Linked DNA regions of Mus musculus: regions 1 and 3 are each linked to region 2. A link is a contact called in public Hi-C and promoter capture Hi-C data. All regions are on one chromosome and are shown on one strand. Each heading gives the region's core, a stretch centred on a gene start, on an enhancer-like site or on the middle of the called end of the contact. The rest is flanking DNA. Distances are from core to core; before and after follow the strand shown.

The links. Promoter capture Hi-C pulls out the DNA fragments that hold promoters and counts their contacts. A called contact is a pair of places that touch in the nucleus more often than the background predicts.
Region 1: a promoter capture Hi-C map of liver shows a contact between it and region 2, with 4 times the contacts expected there. The contact joins the promoter of F2 here to the enhancer-like site in region 2. A contact is called at or near these places in 1 of 39 promoter capture datasets (liver), 1 of 484 Hi-C or Micro-C datasets (liver), 3 of 115 datasets of contacts at active chromatin or transcription factors (embryonic midbrain, extraembryonic endoderm stem cells and neural tube) and 1 of 9 other capture datasets (embryonic stem cells).
Region 3: a Hi-C map of liver shows a contact between it and region 2, with 1.9 times the contacts expected there. The contact joins two enhancer-like sites. A contact is called at or near these places in 1 of 39 promoter capture datasets (embryonic stem cells), 1 of 484 Hi-C or Micro-C datasets (liver), 1 of 115 datasets of contacts at active chromatin or transcription factors (extraembryonic endoderm stem cells) and 2 of 9 other capture datasets (adipose tissue and pancreatic islet).

Annotation. Positions count from the first base shown.
Region 1 is chr2:91,635,205-91,637,929 of GRCm38.p6, reverse strand. It overlaps F2 (coagulation factor II), which reads left to right and starts at 1,473. Exons shown (of 14, transcript NM_010168.3): 1 at 1,473-1,612; 2 at 1,989-2,152. The coding sequence starts at 1,534.
Region 2 is chr2:91,151,925-91,154,646 of GRCm38.p6, reverse strand. It overlaps Madd (MAP-kinase activating death domain), which reads left to right. Exons shown (of 35, transcript NM_001177720.1): 25 at 1-2; 26 at 107-212; 27 at 2,083-2,193. Among named protein-coding and RNA genes, the nearest start is that of Madd, 26 kb to the left of the region's middle. Within about 2 kb of position 1,431, at least 4 of the 459 cell types and tissues checked have an H3K27ac peak or open chromatin away from gene starts, as enhancers often do. A contact at or near this core is called in liver, where this site is marked.
Region 3 is chr2:91,475,214-91,477,913 of GRCm38.p6, reverse strand. Lrp4 (low density lipoprotein receptor-related protein 4) reads right to left here. Exons shown (of 38, transcript NM_172668.3): 8 at 2,606-2,700; 9 at 1,523-1,648; 10 at 1,196-1,330; 11 at 691-816; 12 at 163-393. Among named protein-coding and RNA genes, the nearest start is that of Lrp4, 19 kb to the right of the region's middle. Within about 2 kb of position 1,308, at least 98 of the 459 cell types and tissues checked have an H3K27ac peak or open chromatin away from gene starts, as enhancers often do. A contact at or near this core is called in liver, where this site is marked.

The DNA of each region.
Region 1 (2,725 bases), core at 224-2,723, 480 kb before region 2:
CTCAAGAGGTACCGGCAGGTGAATCTCTGAGTTCTAGGCTGGCTGGTTCTACAAGTTAGTTTCATAACAGCCAGGGCTACCTAGAGCAACCCTATTTTTAAAAACAAACAAACAAAAAATCCCAAAAAGTTATTTTTTAAATTGTAGCTGGAGAGATGGCTCAGTGGTTAAGAGCACTGACTGCTCTTGCAGAGAATCCAAATTTGCCTCCCAGCATCCACACTGGGTGGCTCCTAACTGCCTGAACTCCAGCTGCAGGGGATCTGGCCTCTGGCTGCCTCGGGTACCTGAACTCACATACATTACCAACACATGGACATATACACATCATTTAAAAAACAAAACAAAAAGCTGGGCGTGGTGGCTCACACCTTTAATTCCAGCACTTGGGAGGCAGAGGCAGGCAGATTTCTGAGTTTGAGGCCAGCCTGGTCTACAAAGTGAGTTCCAGGACAGCCAGGGCTATACAGAGAAACCCTGTCTCGAAAAAAAAAAAAAAAAGAAAGAAAGAAAAAGAAAAAAAAAAGAAAACTATAATGCATGTGATATATGTTTTATATGTATATTATGAAAACAACATAGGAAGTGGGCCACTCAGGAATTATGCTGACGGTGGGAGCCCCAGCCCCCTGCTCTCTGCCAACCCTTGTCCCAGACTATACATGACCCCAGACAACCAGCCCTGATGAAGTTAAGGCAAAGCAGGAGTCCCCACTTCCCAGGTGTGGGTGTCCCTGCTCTTTGTCCCTCTGTTCTATTTAGACCCAGGACTAATATTTACCTTGTAAATAGGAAATGGGGGAGGGTGAGAACAAGCCTAGCTGTTGTGTAGAACTAGGAGCCTTAAGAGGCTGGCGAGTGCAGACAGGTTGGGAGGGACGGGGCTGTGTCAGGGAGACCCAGAGACTTGGGCCAGCACCTGTGCTGGGGCAGGAGATTGAAGAAGACAGCTAGAGGCCAAGAGGCCCTGGACTTGGCTCCTCCCAGGCAGCCTCCATTCACCAACCACAGCACCATTAGAGGAGAAGACAGAGGAGCCACCTCCTGACTGAGAGCTACCCTGTCTCACAGTGCAATGAGAGAGCTTTTCCCCTGCCACACCTATCTCTATTCCTTTTGTCTGTTATTCAGTAGGCCCGGTGTTTTGTGTGCTCTACATTAGTAAGCTCTTTTAGGTCTCAGCACAAAGCGTTACACCCACAGCACAATGAGAAAACTGCAGTGCATGGATGTGGGGAGTTTTGCACCATCTCTGTCGGTTGGGATTAGAAGGAGCCTCCAGAAGGACTTATTGATTCACATTTACCCACATCATAAATGGAAGGGTGACGGTCTTCTCTATATGATTTGTCTCCCCTAGAACATCCACCGCTGGTTCCAGGAGAACCTGTCCTCTTGAATGTCAGGGGTGGACATTTGTCCCCAAGGCCCTGATCTGCTGACCTCTCCCTTGCCACTGATTTCTTCACATCGGTTCAATATTAACCCAGAGAGAGTCAGGACAATCCCTCAGATCCCAGGAGCTGACACACTATGTCGCACGTCCGCGGCCTGGGCCTCCCTGGCTGCTTGGCTCTGGCTGCCCTGGTTAGCCTGGTACACAGCCAGCATGGTAAGGGGCACTTGGAGGCCTCGGGCAGGATAGAGGATGTGGGAAAGGCCTGAGGGATGGGGTTTCCTGCCTAAGAACACAGAATACAGGGACAGTCCCCAGGTGGTCCTCAGACCAGAGTGTCCAGCTTTGAGAAGGAGTCATGTGTGTGGTGCAGGTAGGAGGGCATCAGTTCTGTCTTCTAGAACGGGGGAGTGGGCTAGGGCAACCAATGAAAGGCAGATGACTCAAACTATGTTCAGTGGCTTTCTGGGTGCTTTCCCCATCCCCTATGTTCCCCCTTGGAAGCTAGCAGGGCAGCCAGCTTCCTACCCCTAATGGTTAAGCTAGCCAGGCTTCCTGAGGCGACTTCCCATGCCCCTGCCCCCTGCTGCAGTGTTCCTGGCGCCTCAGCAAGCACTATCGCTGCTCCAGCGGGTCCGCAGAGCCAACAGTGGCTTCCTGGAGGAGCTCCGAAAGGGCAACCTAGAGCGTGAGTGCGTGGAAGAGCAGTGCAGCTATGAGGAGGCCTTTGAGGCCCTGGAGTCTCCCCAAGACACAGTGAGTCCTGCAACACTCAATGCTAGGAGACAGGGCAGGTAGGCAAGGAACAGGCCTGGGTTCCCTCTGCAGGGGATCGCTGGACCAAGCAGGAAACATCCGGGCTCTTCCCCTTTTCAGACTTTCACTTCTATTCGGACTCTTGTCTCCTTGAGCTGCAAGATGGGCACCCAAAATCTGTCTTGGGGACTTGTAGGCCCGGGCTGTCACAGTGAGGCTCGCGACATGAGGGGAGCTCCTCAGCTTCAGCAGCCAGCTATACTGCGGCTCGGGGTTATCTGGTGTTTTGCTTAAGCCTTTCCGCCATTTTTGTGTTCCCTGTTGTGTACCACTGGCCCTGGGGCTCTGTTGCAGCCCATTCCCTTCCGGGGGACCGAGAGGGATGCACTTTTGTCTCCTCCAGTCAAGGGTGCGGGGCTCTCTCCCCCCACCCCCATATTTTCTCCCTTTGGAAGCCAAAGTAGGAGACTCAAACTGGGCTCAGGTGGTAAGGGAAGGATAAGGTGGTAAGGGAAGGATAATGCTACTAACCGAGTAGAACTCCATCCTGCCGTAGTCTCACCCCCAGCCCTT
Region 2 (2,722 bases), core at 182-2,681:
AGGTATGAGACTTGACAAAGACCTGGCACTGTGCCTCTTCAGTTCCTTCCTCGTAGTCCTGGGCTCTCCTGCCTGAGAACTAACTTGTGCCTGGGTTTCTGCTTAGGTACCTCTCCCTAGGGGAACACGACCGGAAGCGCCTGGAGGATGATGAAGACCGCTTGCTGGCCACACTTTTACACAACCTCATATCCTATATGCTGCTGATGAAGGTATTGCTTATGTACTGATTGATCGTATTGCTTATGTCCAGCTGTTACTGGTGCTAGAAGGGCAAGACTAGGTCTAGTGCCTACATTTTGGACTGGTTTGGAAGCTGCCAAAGTATCTGACTGAAAAGTTCAAGGCCCCTGTGGCAGCTTGCCCACTGTTGCGTTAACTGAAGCTGCCAGGCTGTTTTGTTACTGAATGTTATGAAAGTCATTGATTATTACCTGTTACTGGTTTACTTTGAATTTGATGTATTCCCTTTGCTGAGCTGTTTTAGGCTACAACAGAGCTCTCAAATTACAACTGATTTAATACTCTTTTTTTTTTTTTTTCAGTAGTATATTCTAAAACCTTCAGGGGCTCAGAATTTATTTTTGAGCACCAGCCCTTTGTCATGTAGAATTTTCTGTAGCTAGTAAAAGCTGTCTACTGGCATGATGGTTCATGCCAGCAAATAAGGCACTTGAGAGGTAGAGGCAGGAGGATCAGGGATTCAAGGCCAAGCTTGGCTATAAGTTCAAGACCAAGTAAAACTATATAAAATCTTGTCCAAAAAGTATCTGCTTATTAACAAAGGAGTGGTAACTCTAGTGTGAGTTGTTTGGGCTTCATATTTATAATTGTGGAGAAGTGTATTGCAAATTATCAAGAGAAGTTCTTCTCTGAAAGAGAAATGTGGATTTGGATTGGTGGTGGCAGAGAATTATTGTGAGAATGAGCCTCCCTGAGCTCTCCTTAGCTTTTATTTATTTATTTATTTATTTATTTATTTATTTTTCCCTTCTTGCTCTGGCCTTGCTCACTCCAGCCCAAAGATTTATTTATCTAGTTTATGTAAGTACACTGTAGCTGTCTTCAGATGCACCAGAAGAGGGCATCAGATCTCATTACGGATGGTTGTGAGCCACCATGTGGTTGCTGGGATTTGAACTCAGGACCTCGGGAAGAGCAGTCTTAACCGCTGAGCCATCTCTCCAGCCTCTCCCTAGCTTTTAAATGTGAAGGGAGCAGTTCCCAAACACAGAGACAGACTCTGTGAGCCTTTTGCTTTGGTTGATTTTGTGTCTTAGTTAGGTTTCTGTTGCTGTTATAAGCATTATGGCCAAAAACAACATGAGAACAGAAGGGCATATTGGCTAACTGGTGATAGTCTATCATCAGGGGAAGCCAAGCCAGGGACCTGGGAGCAGGAACAGATGCAGACACCATGGAGGAGTGCTGCGTATTGGCTTGCTCAGGCTGCTTTCTCAATAGACCTCTACACCAACCTGCCCAGGGAGGGCACTGCCCAGTGAGCAGCTGGGCTCTCACATCAATCATTAATCAAAAAACAACTCAGAGGCTTATCTGCAGCTGCAGGCCAGTCTTACAAAGGGATTTTCCCAATCGAGAGTCCTTCCCAGATAACTCTACCTTGTGTCAAGTTGACAAGTCAGCATTCCTATATTGTAAGCTTTTCTTTATGCTTGAATTCCATTTCCCTGTGGTCAGGGGTGGATGGTGGTGCTTACCTGCAAGGTGTCTCAGGTACTAGCGTCCCACTTTACTGTACCTGTGTTACTGTTTCTAAATCATACTCTAAGAAGTCCTTTTGGGGAGGATGTTATGGTGGTGTTGGTAAAGGATGGGAGGAGGTGTCTCCTTGATGTCCAACTCTCTAAGAGCCACTTTCCTGTAGAAGCTAGCTAGAGGCAGAGGCAATCCCCAGCATATGGACAGAACACACAGTTGAAAGTGTTCTGCCATAGTCAGTAACATAGTCTTTCAGAATTCCATTTCTCTCAGGTAAGTGGAAACTGATTATTTTCTTGTCTCTGCCTCACTTGGGAAGGGAGCAGAGCCTTTATTAAGACTCCTGTCTTGGCTTTACAGGTGAACAAGAATGACATCAGGAAGAAAGTACGGCGCCTAATGGGAAAGTCCCACATTGGGCTGGTGTACAGCCAGCAAGTCAATGAGGTGCTCGATCAGCTGAACAGCCTGGTGAGCACATCGGACCGTCCCTTTTATCCTGCGTGTCCCCCTGCCTATACAGCGCTTTCACACTAAACACGTCTGCCATGCTGCTATGCAGCCCAGTTAATGCCTAGTTTAGAGGAGAATCGGTAGTTACAGTTAGTAGTTTAGAGATGGGTAGCTATAGTTAGTAGTTTGGAGAATGGGTAGTTAGAGTTAGTAGTTTAGAGAATGGGTAGTTAGTAGTTTAGAGAATGGGCAGTTAGAGTTAGTAGTTTAGAGAATGGGTAGTTAGAGTTAGTAGTTTAGAGGTGGGTAGTTATAGTTAGTAGCTTAGAGAATGGGGCAGTAGTCCAGGTGAGGTGTTGGTCCTTCTGTTCAGTGTGGGGACTCTCAGTCCTCCAGCTGTTAGAGTACAGCAGTTTCCATGTGAGGTCTGCACACCTCTGCGGATCTGAGATGAAATCTGTTCTCATCACAACACTTAAATGCCTCCTTTTTCTTTTTCTTTTTCCTTTTCCTTTTTCTTTTTTTCTTTTGAAACAGGGTTTCTCTG
Region 3 (2,700 bases), core at 59-2,558, 320 kb before region 2:
CAACTCCTCAGTTGGTTCCTATCTGAGAGTTTCACCCAAGATTTCACTGGAAGAGGCCTTCTGCTTTGTGCACTTTGGAAACACTGGCCCGGCCCCCCCTTTCCGCTGTGTTTTTTTGCACATGGCATTCCAGGCTCTCCACTCAGGGCCTTGTTTTCCTACCTGGGCTCTCTAGCCCAGTAGACACCACCTCCTCTACATTGCTGCCATTAAGGTTGGCACGGAGGATGCGGTCCAGGGTGACATCCGACCAGAAGACCAGCTCCCGCCGGTGATGAAAGTCGAGGGCAATGGCGTTCTCCAGGTTGTTCAGTAGCAGCGTGTACTCGGAGCGGTGCGGGAGCACCTGCCGGATGTCGATACGATTGGCAAACAGTAGCACAGGTTCTGGCCCTGGACACAGCATAGAAATAGGACCCACTGGGCCTCAGAGCCACAGATACCCATCAGCATGCACCCTCAGGGCCTCAGCTCATAGCTGGGGCCCTTTGCCCACTAGAGCATGTCCCAAGCTGCTGAAATTTGGACTAGAACACTAGAATCCTTTCTAACCCCAAACCCAATCGCCTTTCACTTGGCGCCCAGATTGCAATTTGCAAAAAAATCAGTCTACATCTTAGCAAATCCCTCAGCTCTAACACCTGGCTTTTGTCTGTTCCGCCCACCCAGGCAAGTGCCAACCCTCCTTACCCAGAGCTTTGCAGCTGCGCCGATCGGGCCGTAGCTCATACCCTGCTTCACACCAGCACTGGAAAGCCCCTTCAGTGTTTGTGCAGCCCTGGCTGCAGTACCCCTCCTCAGCACATTCGTTTACATCTGTGGATACCAGGCAGGGTGAGGAAGCCTGCCTACAACCATCTTCCCACACACTCCTAAGCCACCCCATTGTCTCCCTGGTCACAGCTCCATATCCCCATCCACTGCCACAGCCAGGAGGGAAACTGTGTAACCAGTGGTTCGGGCTTTGAGGTCATGGAGTCTCAGATTTCAAACTCCAACTCGGCTGCTTACTATCTGTGTGGCTTTGGGTAAATTACCTATACTCTCTGCACTTCTGTTTCCCTATCTGCAAAATGAGAGAAATGATCCCTACTTCCCAGGGTCAGTGTAACGATGAGTCAAGGTCACACCCATCTGATATGTCACCCAGCTTCCCTCCCCTCCTTCCCCCCACCCCCAACAGGCCCCAGCTCACCCTGGCACGTTCTCCCATCCTCTGTGAGCCGGTAGCCTGTGTGGCAGGTACACTGCACTGCCCCTCGCACCATCTGACACTTCTGGGCACAGCCACCGTTGTTAACATTGCAGTTCTCCTCACCCGTCCGGGGCCCTGTGACAGCCAAGCCAGAGTTGGGAGCCGAGCCCAGAATCCACCCCCGTCCAGCCAACTTGGCATTCCACCTGGACCACGAAGAACAGCTCCCAAAAACTGTGAGAGTCCCAAGGGAGGCCTCCCTTTGAACCCTAGGGGTGGGGCTCAGCCACAAACCACGGGCAGGGCCCACCCGCTAGAGACACTCACGACAGTTCTGCTGTGGACTTTCGTCACTGCTGTCACCGCAGTCGTTGATCCCGTTGCACAGCTTCCTCTGCCCAATACAGCGCCCGTTCCAACACAGGAACTGGTCAGAGGCGCACTGGGGGCTTCCTAGAAAGAGAGGGAGGAGGGGGAGAGTCAGGTCACAGGAGGGCAGGGCTTGAGTCCACAAGGGACAGGAGCCTGTCATTTTCTAGGGTAAAGTGGAGCCAGCTGAGCGTCAAGGTGGGAGGGATGGGGTCCGAGGCAGGAAACAGCTCAGACAAGGCTGGTTGAGTGTCTGAGTTTGTTTTCTCCCTGGGATTCCACGATGGATGAGTGATGGGAACAGAGTCGGAGTGTAGTCTTGTAGTCAGAACCAGGTTTAGCAGGGACTGGTGGGGTGGGCGGGGAGCAGACGCAGAGACTGCCAGTCCTTCCTGCAGAGTGGAAGTAGACACTGGGCTACTGGCTGGACAACAGCCCTTCCTCCCAAGGCCAGATTGGAAGTGAGAATTTGAGCAGCTGCAAAGACTCACAGCCTTGACTCTGTGTTCAAGAACTGTACACAGTTCCTCAGCGCATCTGGATTGTGCATGTGCATGTGTGTGTACGTATGTGATATGTTGTGTGGATGTGTGGTACACGCATGTGACTATGAATATGGGTATGTGTGCCCATACCTGTGTGTGCAGAGGCCAAGGACAATATCTGATAACTTTATCGTTCATTCTCTGTCTTATTGCCTTGAGACAAGGTTTCTCATTGAATCAGGAGCTGGCCATTTGGTGAGGCTGGTTGGTTAATGAGCTTCAGGGGTCTGACTTTCTCTTCCCCCCCCAGCGGTGGTGTTACAGGCACTCACAGCCATACCTAGCTTTTTAACTTGGGTGCTAGGGATTTGAACTTGGGTCCTTGTGCTTGCATAGCAAGTGCTATCTCCCCTGCTCCAACAGCTGGATCTGACCCTACTCACTGGGAAGGGCAGGGCAAGTCCAGGCCATTGAAAGCAATGGCAATGTTCCCTTTGCTTCTCTGCCTCCCACTCCCAACATTAGGGCAGGGCGGGGATACCGCTGGGGACTCCACCTGTGTTCTCACAGTTTTCTTCATCGCTGTTGTCCGCACAGTCATCCTCCCCATCACAGCGCCAGGACAGACGGACGCAACGGCCTGACCGACAG